2 separate regions of the Anas platyrhynchos genome follow, and region 1 is linked to region 2. The links are chromatin contacts, called in public Hi-C maps. All regions are on one chromosome and are shown on one strand. Each heading gives the region's core, a stretch centred on a gene start, on an enhancer-like site or on the middle of the called end of the contact. The rest is flanking DNA. Distances are from core to core; before and after follow the strand shown. Region 1 overlaps ARHGEF26 (Rho guanine nucleotide exchange factor 26). Region 2 has its middle 22 kb from the start of P2RY1.

The links. Hi-C and Micro-C count contacts between places; a contact is called where the count stands out from the background.
Region 1: a contact with region 2 is called in a Hi-C map of subcutaneous adipose tissue, with 4 times the contacts expected there. The contact joins two enhancer-like sites. A contact is called at or near these places in 3 of 8 Hi-C or Micro-C datasets (skeletal muscle, small yellow follicle and subcutaneous adipose tissue).

Annotation. Positions count from the first base shown.
Region 1 is chr9:1,096,891-1,103,064 of IASCAAS_PekinDuck_T2T, reverse strand. ARHGEF26 (Rho guanine nucleotide exchange factor 26) reads right to left here. Exons shown (of 14, transcript XM_027464549.3): 11 at 5,038-5,247; 12 at 467-534; 13 at 1-5. Among named protein-coding and RNA genes, the nearest start is that of DHX36, 25 kb to the left of the region's middle. Within about 2 kb of position 2,549, at least 3 of the 8 cell types and tissues checked have an H3K27ac peak or open chromatin away from gene starts, as enhancers often do. A contact at or near this core is called in subcutaneous adipose tissue, where this site is marked.
Region 2 is chr9:897,248-903,129 of IASCAAS_PekinDuck_T2T, reverse strand. No RefSeq gene overlaps it. Among named protein-coding and RNA genes, the nearest start is that of P2RY1, 22 kb to the right of the region's middle. Within about 2 kb of position 2,494, at least 4 of the 8 cell types and tissues checked have an H3K27ac peak or open chromatin away from gene starts, as enhancers often do. A contact at or near this core is called in subcutaneous adipose tissue, where this site is marked.

The sequences.
Region 1 (6,174 bases), core at 1,300-3,799, 200 kb before region 2:
CAAAGCTGGGGAAGAAAAAGAAAAGAAAGGCTGAATTACAATATTTCCATTTCAAGTCTTCTATTCAAACATGTATATAATTGATTTGAAGAAATCAGTGTGTCTTAGCACATGCCCTGCCCCACCCCGCCTGCCATGCAGGTGGCAGCAAATGATGCAGATGGCTTCCCACCTGAGCAACTGCACACAAACTTGGGTTAAACACAAAGAAGGGAGCTTTGCTCTTGGTAACAGATGGAAACAACTGACCAGTGTTAATAAATGCAAACAGAAATAACTGGGCAAAACAAAACTCCTCAAAGAAGGAAGCGATGACAGCTTCATGTATATTAAAGTAACACAGCCCAGGAAAAGAAAGGTGACATTTTTAAGGATAGAGCCTGTGTTTGCTCAAATCCCCGCTAAGGGGCAGTGCACTTCTATTCTCATGTCAGAGTGCTCAGAAATCTCAGTACTTGCAACTTACTCGTTCTGTCAGTCTTCTGCCCATCTCTGTCTTGCCCAAGCACCGTAATCCAGCGAGCTCTTTCGCTTCTGCAAACAGCAAAAACAAAATTCAGTTTCCCAACTCATGCTCTTGAACAATGATCAAGACTACTCCCTTTTCAAGGTTCTGTATTTAAATTCTTCCTCTTATTGTGAAAGAAAAACTAAACATAACCTCCTTTCTCCTCCTCTCAAAACATGGCCAGGTGTGATACTACTTCTTGTAATAACACTCTTCAAACACAAACATTTTAAGCATGTTAGAGTAGAAAAAATGCCTATACACACATGGTTCTTACTGGCATCACATCTTACATACCCTTATTTTAATTATTTTTTAAGTAATGCAGGTAAACTTCTCTACTAGTGTCTGCGACTAATACTTATGACTAATATAAACAAAATTAAATAATCCACTTGAATTTTCTTCTTCAAAATTTTGTCTTTAGATAACTTGAGTTTTTAACTAAAAATAGTAACATCTGTCGTCTGCAGTTGTTCATTTTTTGAAAATCTGAAACCAGTGCTAAACTTGTGTCTCAACCACAGTAAGAAAACATATACAATTTTGCACAACCTTAATTTTGTTCTTATTTTTAGAAACATGTTATTTACAGATCCGTATTTTCCTATAACCAGTCTTAATAAGAAAATTACATTTCCTTTCAAACAACTCTTAAAAAATGGGATAATACCAGACTGCCTTCCTATCTAAGTATGTGTTTCTTCATAAATCCACGTACACCAGATAGTTGGTGAACACAAAACAACTTTACTCCCACTGAAGTCACCCTCTCCCCAGAAGGCAGTGTTAAGCATGAATATGAAAAATCCAGTCCAAAAAACCACAGCTCTCAGCCAGACTAGGGAATCACAGAATCACAGAGTTGTCTAGGTTGGAAGACACCTCAAGATCCTCGAGTCCAACCTCTGACCAAAAAAGCCTTTGTCCTTCCATAGCTTTCCGTGTATTTTTCAAGGGAATCGATGTTACTTGTGTAAACAGACAGACCGGGAGACAAACACAAAAAGATGCCAGCGCCAGTGGATCATCTAATGCTAAGTGACCCTGTAATTTAACCCTCCACCTCCAGCAGCAGGCACAATTACAGCTGCTCCAGAGCTGTAATTCGGTGGGAACAGGCCACGAAAGACACATGAGGTTTGTGAGGAGCCTTCCCCTGATGCCACCCTCAGCTGCCGGCCGTGCCCCACCACCACAACGCTCCGGACCCTGCGCCTCTACTGCTGTACCTGGGAACCACGAGCCACACAAAGTGACACAACGCGATCAAACTGCGCTGGAAATCGTAGTCAACACAAACGTTTTGCTTTGAACATGCATCGCTCCGATCAGTGAGCGCTCTGAAGCGTCCAGCTGGGCCCTCCTCCTGCCGCTGCCCTCCCCATCGCGCTTGCCTCAAGTTACAAAAAGTTGGGATTGTCGGAGCCCTGAGCACACCACACACGGCAACGCTCTATTAAAAGTTTTCAAATCAAGGAGGTATTGTCAGAGACTTTTTCCCTTGAAAGATAATCTGATGGACTGCTATTTATATCACAAACCTTATATAGGCAAGCAGTAATATTCTGTAGAACAAAATGTCTTTTTATAAAAAGCCCAGACAACTAAAAATGTGCTTCATTTTTTTCCCAATAAAATCGCATTTCCAAGCAAGTCTGAATCATCTGCTTACTTTATAATAAGATCTTTAATAGGAATCATTAACGATCTATAGTTTCTTTCAGAGTTATTCTAAACTTTGAAAGCAAACCTAAAACTGTAAGTTTTTCCAGGCTGGGATGCGTCTGGAGCGTTCTGTTTCATGTCTTGTGTCCCGCCCCCAGCCTCCGCGGAACAGATACCATCTTTCACTTCTGTGAAGGGCTGTGTGGATGTTAATGGCACCACACAGAAGCGATGGCCTCTCCGAGACTCGCACCCGCAAGAACAAGACGCTGCTTGTTGCCCTTTTCTAAAGCAGAGCACTCCAGCACTGCCCCAGGAGAACAAGGACCACCTCTATCCAGCGCAGCTTCCCCGCGGCAGTGCCAAACTCCTCCTCCATCCCGTCCTGCAGTTTCCGCTCTGGTACAGGATTCACAAAGCTGCCCCGGGACAGCACCGCTCAGCACCGGACCCAACGCACTCCGGTCAGTGTTTGCTGCCACTTGCAGCGGTAAGTCCTGGAGAGGCAGCTGCACATCCAAGCGCCCTGCAGAAGGCAGGTGTACAGACTGCTTGCAACCACAGGACACTCGTTGCTCTCCACTTTACTTCAGGCACTTACCCCCTGGCCCCAGTGATTATTTGAGGGAAGTTCTCTGCTAACAGGCAAGCAAGGCAGAAAACCCACTGCTCAACTTCCAGCACTCAGAAGAAAATATTAGAGAAGTATTTGACCTATCATGTACTTATGCTACGACAACCAACAGCGATAACTCAGCCCCATTTGTAGTTCAAGTGGAAGCAGAACCACAGAGCATCCCAGTTGGAAGGGACCCAACAAGGGTCACCGAGCCCAGCTCCTGGTCCACACAGGGCCACCCAAAGCCCCAGCCACATCTCAGAGCGTTGTCATGTTTGTAGTATTTGGGTAACTAACCTTCATTGTCCACAGTCGTCTCTGGGATCTCAACAATGATCCAGAGACTTAGAGAAGCTCAAATGAAACTGCTCCAGAAACTGAGCACTTCACAATTTAAACTGGGAGTGTATGCAGGCAACGCAGGTTGGAAACGTTACGCAGAGAAGTTGAGCTATGCCACACACAAGTCACGTAGCTACAGAGGTATTGTGATGCTTAATAGAGACAGCACCTTAACACCAAGAGTGGCCAAGACCCGGAGCTGTGCCAGTCAGACCCTCTCTGTAAGCTCCAAAGACAGCCGGGTCCTGAGGGGCTGTGCCTGGGAGCCTCTGAACCTCGCACGGGAAAAACGCATCCAGGGCAAGGTGAAAGGTTAATGGCAGCTACACTGCTTACTCCGTCTTTAAAGTAATTTTAAACTACATTACCCGCCACTAAAGCCTGAGGTCATCCTACTGTAAGCAGCAAATAGAACAATAATTAACTTTCACTAGATTTGGCTTAATTAGAATGAGCTAATTATCTTGACGCTAAGTGAGGACTGCAAATGAGAGCACTGACAGCCTGTAGTCTGCTCTTTGCCCGAATCAGAAGGGTTGCATTTTAAGCTCAGTTTGGAAAACACCACCTTTAATTTTGTACATAAAAGCTTCTCCCCACGCTCCCCCCTCCAATCCCCCGTAAATCCCTGTCCTGCAGCCCTGGCATGTTTGCCTCACCAATAACCACCAGAAGGGATTCAGAAATCCAGCATTATTATTATCTTCAGCCTGGATTACCCTTCAGATACTCTGCTGTCTTCAGCAACATTACACTGACTTACACACCTTCCCTCTGATGAAAACCCTCTCCAACTAACATGCAACAAAAAGCCTTTACTGTTTAGGAATGGTCATGTCAGTTCTCCTTTTTTTTTTTTTTGCAAAAATAAGAAGTGTTAAACCTAAGGTTTTTGGTTCCTGTTTATGAGAAGCATTTTTACGCAAAGCTATCACAGATAATCTTTCAGCACCTTGAAGCAATGCACGACTGTAGTTCACTGTACCTTGCATCACCATGGACTCCTCTGCATTACCTCAATGTATTTTTTAGTTCCTTTTTTTGTTCCTTGCTGCATTACTTGGGGAAAAAACAGCACCACCAGCTTTGTACTTATCCATTTGGCTGCAGGTTTGGAAGAGGCAGCAAAATGTTTGCAGAAAGTCAGATGTGGCTTTGTGATGAGAACTCTATTTCAGACCACACCGTACAACATACAAGTGGAGCTTTGTCATCTCTCCTTTCTATTCTACCCTCTAATGGGCTCTCAATTTACTTATCCTAATGGTATTAATGTAACACACTGCAAGGCACGGCCACGCCATTACTCACTGGCTAGGGAGCTGGCAGTCTCTGAGGCAGAAGCACAGTTAATTCTTGGTCTGTAGACCTAGAACAATAGCACCTAGTAACAGATACTTCAGTTTACATAATTTTAGCGTGTGTACTCAATTTGCTATTATCCCTACAACATGACATCAAGAAAAGAGAATGACAATAACATGACAGGGACTTCAAACCCCTGAGCCCTGTCATGACACGATTATCCATGAGAAACTGAACCAGGTTTGGAGAGGCTCTATTTTATTCCAGTAAATATTTATTCCTCTATCTAGGATCTTACACAAGCTGCACATTCTTCTTCTCTGTCAATCATTAAAAAAACAGAAAGGCTTGTTCTGTTACCTTGCCTAGCTTCGGAAGTGCACACTTAATGGAATAAAAACAGTGCAAATCACAGCAGTCAGCAGGTGGAACAACAAACTCTCCAGCGTTGCTGAACAGGACGCCAGCGTGGCCCGTGATAAATACGGGGTCATTTTTAATGTAATCCTTCCTCGGTCACTGCTGATCAGATATCAACAACAACCTGTTGAGATGATCGGGTGAAAAATTACAGAAGTTATAACTATTTACTTACTGAGTGTCTGTTCCCAAGAGCATCTCCACCTTCTCTCCTGCGTGGTTACTGAGGACTGCCAATCTGAAGAGGTACACTGTAGCGCTCTGCCGCGAGTACAGCATAGCTGAAGTGTTCTTTACAGGAGAAGAGGTCAGGTCCTCACTGTCACACTGTTGTACCACGAGCTGATCCCTTAAAGAATAATCTGTGACATTGTAACTCTCTTCACTGTAAAACAAAGGAGAAAAACACAACATTAAAATGCTTAGTTTTCCACCAGGTGTGTGATTTCCCCTTCCTTGTTTGTTTTTAAGAAGTCAGTTCCGTTTTTAAACAACTTTTACGCAGCAATTGCTGCCTAGCCAAGGACAGAACTAGCAAAACCAGCTAGGGATGCTGTAGTCATTGGGATCCTGAACCTAAAAAGAAAGAAAAGTAGTGCATACATTTGCATAGTAAATAACGAATGCATTCCTAACTAATTAATCACCTGAGATAAACCTCTACAAATTCCTCTTATCTCCATTCAACAGAACAGCCTGCTTTGAACTCCTGAGGAGTCTTTATCTTTCTACCCCTGTGCTCTCCAGGAGGCCCACAGACTTCTCCTGACCAGCAGTGCACAGGTACGGCTGGTTGAGGGCTGGAGGCACTGCAGCCAGAGCAAGCAGATGGACGTAAATGGGGATGAAATCTTCCCACCAGGCAGTGCAGTAACAGGAGGGACATTTAACACATTTTTTAAAACGACAGTAATCAGCTAACACAGACGCACTGACGTGCACCTTCAGTTTATGGCTGAACTTTTTGCCAAACTCTTATTTTGACTCAGAACACAGAGCAACAGGGCTACTTTACATCCCCTCGCAAGGAAGGCCTGCACATCGTGGAGGCACTTTTATGAAGACCAGACACCAGTCCTAGGCCACCTATTCTTTAACAGAAAGCATGTGGTGATTCTCCCTATTTCCCTTATCACATGTATATATATTTAAAAAAAAAAAAAAAAAGCAGTAAATGTCCTTTATAAATCCTCAGCAATTTTTAATCACTTTTTTTTGTATGATTACTTTAGTTACAAAATCATTCCTGGCATCTTGGCTAAAAACGCATATTTTTTCAAGCAGCTGTGAACAGGTAACATTCCCAAGTAGT
Region 2 (5,882 bases), core at 1,245-3,744:
TGTCCCGTCAGCACTGCTCTCCTGCAGCACGAGCAAATCCTCGTGTAAGGACATGGCACGGCTGCCAGCTCCGTCACGTCCACGTGAGCACGGCAGCAGCTTCCCGTGCATGCCTTGGTCTGCGCGATCCAAACCAGGGAGTTTAACAGGAATCGGTCATTTGGCCCAGGTCCAGCAATATCCCCTCAGTGAGGATGAAGTAAGAATGCAAAGACTTCATCAGCGGCTGGTGGAAGCTGCTGCAATTCCACTGCCTTCCACTGAGCTACCCCAAAGTACCAATACTGAGTCCTGCAGAGTTTTAACCACCGAGGATTATGGCCTGCTGCCGCCTTACTGATATGTCTCTTGCTGCTTTGTTTTTAACCTACTGACAGAAAAGCATTTGGTCTCAGCTGCAGAGCAGGACCAAAATGCCTCCCAAAGTGAGCAGCTGCTGGCTTGTAAAGCAGCTCTCCTTTCCCAGTGCCCACGCTGGGCAAGCCTCCTAACCCCTCGTGAACTGGAACCTCTCCTAACAGGTCTAGCTGCTGGCAGCCACCATGCACATGAATAAACAGCGGGCCTTCTACCTGGGGCATTAGCTGGAGGATTTACATGTGTACGGAAAGATTTCAGCCGGTATGAGAGCAGAGAGGCAGAGCACTGCGCTGCCCAGCATGCAGACCCGGGGGCCCAAATACTTTTATAACTGCGAGCACAAAGCCTGTGCTGATTGCACGGCCAGCATTCAAGTCCAGTGCCCAGCCTGGCTGCCCGTGGCTGTGCTCGGGGTGTGGGGAGCACCGTGACTGTGACCATGACCGTGACCGTGACCGTGACCATGACCAGCTGCAGTGACCCGGCAGGGACCCGTGTGTGCTGCTGGCCCTCAGGGGTCAGCTCAGCACTGCAGGGCCAGGCTGGAAGTGAAGGGAGAGAAATCCCTCCCCATCCCTGCTCCTCCTGGAGCAGCCGGGGCTTGCAGCACTGCCCTCCAGCTCTGAGGCTCCCTTCCTGCTTTTCAAACCAGACTGCTCCACTAATTGCTCTTAAACCTAGCTTCTGGAGTTGCTGTACCTTAAAGAGGGGTGAATCAGGTGTTTGGCTAGGGTTCCCGTGTACCCTGCAAGCAGACCTGGAAAATGGAAACTCCAAACCATACAGGTCCCCGCAGTTTTGGCTAGGTTTTGGGAGTTGTTTCTGCAGCAGTGTGGGGATGAGCACGTTGCAGCGCTGGATAGCACCAGGGCAGGAGGGATGCAAGCGTCGTGATACAAGTCAAACATGAACTGCGCAAGGAAACCTTGTCCACGCTGCTGCATGAAAAATGTCTCCAAGGCAACATGCGTAGCTCGAGAGGCTGTGCAATGTTCAGCAACACTGGTTGGATCGACGCTACCGGGATTTCAGTAGCTGGCAGGATGCTCTCTGCTCGGCCACCACCAGCCCGCATCCAGACTGCTGAATGTTTTCAGCACTGCAGTGCTATGAGTGCCCTTGGATTTGTTTTATACATTTGTCCCTTTATCACATTTTGGTTGGCTGTGGAATTGCTTTTACATTCACTTAGATTTAAAAATGAAGACAAGAAAACTGCACAAAAATAGCTGCTGCTTCTCCTTCAGATCTGGAAGGTGGTGGATTAAAACTTAAGGTCCGGTTTCAGAACATATTCAGCACTCTGCACTAGAGAGCTTACCCTGGCTAGTTTGTCAGACAAATAATTACAGTAATTTGATTACAGCTTATGAACACCTAAAGAGAACAAAAATTCGCTGCCTTTAGGTCTCTCTGGTCTGGCAGACAAAAGCGTGTTTAAGATCCAGTGCTTACACATTGAAGCTCTGTGATGCCAGAGTGGGGGCAAACGTGAAGAGCCAGGACAACCACGCACTGGAGCGCTTCCCTGAGAGCCAGCATGAGCCTCCTACCCCAGTGGCTTTTTTAAGACGAGATAATTTTTTCCTACACAAGATGCTGCAGCCAGGCAGGAATGTGGCTGGGGGAGTGCTGCAGTTTGTGTTATGAAGGAGGTCATGCTGGAAAATCACAGCGATCTCTTCTGGCTTCGCAGTCTTTGAATGCAGACTGCAAATCTACGGCAAGCAGAGCCAGTGAAATACAGAGCAGAGCACCTGAGATAGCACAGGGAAAGTAAACGAGGCAATTATTGAGAATTACAGAGCACCGTGTGGGTTGCTATTGTGGAGACGAAGCCTTCAACATCTCACATCCTGCATGGAGGCAGGTGGCTCAGATCCACACTGCTCCGTTTTGTCAGAGATGCGATAAATCATGTTCTTGACCAGGAAGGGTTTTACCCTTACCACAGAGAATGTGCACCCGTGAGGGGCAGCGAGTCCCCATGGCACAGGAGCAGGAGCAGGAGCAGGGCTGCTGGCAGCCCGGGGCAGGAGGCAGGAGGGCCGCACAGCCTCGCAGTGGGGCAGCAGGCAGGGCGATGCTGCAGCTCTCCTGCAGCTCCCGCTGCTGGTGACTGAATCCCGCATCTCCTGCACCACCTGCCCCGGGCACGGGGCGAGCCTCGGCAAGCTCTGAGCCCGAGCGGCTACAGCTGGGCCACAGGGCACCCTGCGAGGGATCCCGGTCCTGCCTGCTCCTGCCACACAGCTCAAGGGGGGAACGCTCCCAGAGCAGCACAGAGCACTTGGGAGGGCTGGGCACCTCCTGCTGGGGGGAGGGAAAGGGAGAGCCTTCAGGAGAGGATCGGACTGCACACTGCGAAAAAGGTGGTGGCTGTAGGGGTGGACAAACACTGGAAATGGCTCCTTTTTTCTTTTCTTTTTTTTTTCTTTTTTTCTTTTCTTTTCTTTTCTTTTCTTTTCTTTTCTTTTCTTTTCTTTTCTTTTCTTTTCTTTTCTTTTCTTTTCTTTTTCTCTTCTCGTCTCTTCTCGTCTCGTCTCGTCTCTTCTCTTCTCTTCTCTTCTCTTCTCTTCTCTTCTCTTCTCTTCTCTTCTCTTCTCTTCTCTTCTCTTCTCTTCTCTTCTCTTCTTCTCTTCTCTTCTCTTTTCTCTCTTCTTTTTTTTCTCTTCTTCTGCTTTCTCATCTCTGCTCTGCTTTTCTCTCTTCTTTCTCCCCTCTCTTCACTTTTTCTCCTCTCCTTTTCCTCTCTTTATTTGCTTCTCCTTTTTCTTCTCCCCTTTTTCTCCCCTTTCCCGTTCCCCTCTTCCCGCACCCCGCTCCCCGCCGATCCGATCCGGGCCGTGCCGCGCCGCGGGCGCCCCCTGCGGGCAGCGGGGCCGAGCCCAGCCGGGGGGGGGCAGCGCCTCCTGCCCCCATCCTGTCCCCCTCCTCCCCCCCTCCTGCCCCCCTCCTGCCCCCCTCCTGTCCCCATCATGCCCCCCTCCTGTCCCCATCCTGCCCCCAGTTGTGCCCAGGGGTGGCCTCGGGTCTGGCGCAGGGACCAGGTGACAGCGCAGCCCCTGCCCGCAGCTGTGTTAGCCTGGTGTCACCCGGGGGGGGCTCAGGGTGAGGGCTCCAGAAATCAAATGGCTTTGATGTAAAGGGAAGCCAACCACCAAGCACAACCCGGGCGCTTTCAGCGTGATTTCTGGTGACTTGCAGTGATATAACACCAGCCCATTTCTGCTCACGTGTTTTCAAGGGGGACTTTAGCTCTGCCTTCACCTATTTCCTAAATGCTTTCAAAAAGGTGGTTTTTTTTTTAAAGTATCTTAATCAATCCCGCATGCAGCTGATGCATCCATGTGCACTCACGAGGTGCAACTCTAACGCGTTGCTCTTCAGACTTCTGCTGGAGGCAAGGAGCAGCACCGCAGGGTTTCCTCCTCGCCACCTTTCTGTTAGGCTCACTCGCGGGCGCTGTCCCGTTTCTTGCTGGGGTGTGAGCAGTGACCCCGCGATGTTTGGTGCTTTCCATCTCACCTCCTTCCACCCTACTGCACCACGTCGATGGCCTCGAGAAGGCCCGGCCACACGCTGCTTTGCTGCGGCTCTTTGCCAAATGTTGCTTGCCGTGTGCTGTGAGCACTTAGGTGTGTAGTCAGTGCAGAGACAATTCCACCAAATAAAACAGATATAACTGAACCCAGCTGTAGCCAACAGCACTGGGGCACCACGGGGGCATGGCCATGGGGCAGGTGATATTGGGTGTGCGCCCTGTCCCCACAACCAGCGCAGTGCCTGCGCTCACACATCCCGGCTGGCACCGAGCCTTCACAGCACCGTGAGCAGATCTCTGCCCAGGGCCGACCCGAAGGGCCCAGCCTCGTGGCAGCATGTCCCCAGGTGCGATCGCATCCCTCTGCATCCTCCTCTGGCTCCTGCCTTGCTCCCGCATCCCGGCCGGTGCCGCCGGAGCAGGCAGCGCGCGTGCGCCGAGCAGTAACCATGGCGATGCCTGCGGCTGCGGGTCCTGGCTCGGAGGGTTTGCAGAGGAAGAGAAAGGCTGTTCTTCAGAAAAGCACATTAGCATTTTCCACCATCCCCTTCTTGTTTTTCATGCACGGGCAGTGCTGGTGCTGGGCAGGCAGGGGCCTGGAGGCACCTTGGGTGGAGAAGGAGCCGGGCCGTGCTCACGGCACGTGCTTTGGCTTCGTGATGGGGAGCGTGATGGAAATGGCTTTCACAGCAATTACCTCTGTCAGCCCGGGGAAGAGTTTTATTACAGGCTTTTAGCATCCCTGCCTGCACTGCCTCCATCTGAAGGCTCTTTAATTGGGCAGCCTTTCTCGGGGACGGTACCCAGCTGTCCAGTACCATGATATCTAAACATCTGATGGCTAACTACAGCTTACAGAATAAGTTTGTTCTCCTTCCAGAATAAACAAGTATATGTTTTGCCTATGTAAAATCTGTGTCAGTATGAGACCAGCTCCGTACAGCAGCGGAGGACAGGGTTGGTCCCATGCTAAGGCTGGCCAGCAGCTGGGAGCTGCGAGCCCAGAGCTGGCTCCAGCACTGCCACTGCTGGTCCCCCGTCAATCCCCTGGCGAAGCAAGGGTTGGTGCTTATTTAAACTGCCCAACGTTTTACCTAACCTATTCCTGATGTTTTAGTGAAAAGTGAGGCCATAAATCCACATTGAAAGGAGCGATCCCAAAGCTTTGCAAGACAGGAGGCCCATTATAAAGCTGCAAAGCCAATTCCTGCCAAGTAGCGCGTGTGTGATGGGAAGAGCCACCGAGACGCTTGCAGTGCCGAAGAAGTTGGGATCCAACTAATGCATTACCATACCTAAAGGGAATAAAAAACCTTCAGTGCTAAATGGTGCTTTCTGGTGTGTTTCAAAATTGACCTGCGATACATTATTTAGGAGCTCACATTATAACTTAGTCTTTCTTTTAGTGGGATTAGGACACTATTAAGCTCAAGAGAAATACATCATCTTTCCAAAAATAAAACACTTCATGATTTTAATGCATCTTCTTGTTACTGACACATCTGAACCAATCGTAATGCTGGAGCACTCCTCCTTTAAACTGCCGGGGTTATTAGACTTCATTTACCTTGTTTCCATCATAACATACTTACTTTCGTATCTGGATCACTGTGTGTCGAGCACGCCGCTGAACGCTAATTTACATTTTACCAAAACATCACGACTCCTTTCCTAGCCTCTTCACACCCACCTTGTTTTGCTCCAGTGCCGAGTTGCTCTGTTCAGCGCGTCTCCGTGACGGCAGGGTTGTGGTCTCGCTGTGCGAGGAGCACAGCAGCGCTTGCCATTTTGTGCTCCCCCCCGTCGCTCAGACACACCTCTCCTGTCCCTGCCCCTTCGGTCGCCTGCACACCCGGCACTCTTTTGCTTCCTGCTCCGCTAGCTGGAAGCTGTTCTCTGCCTGCCCTCAGCCTGCAGAAAGCCCTGCTGCTACTTGCCTGTGCCGAGCCGTGCAAGGTCATTTTGCAAGGTCGCCCTG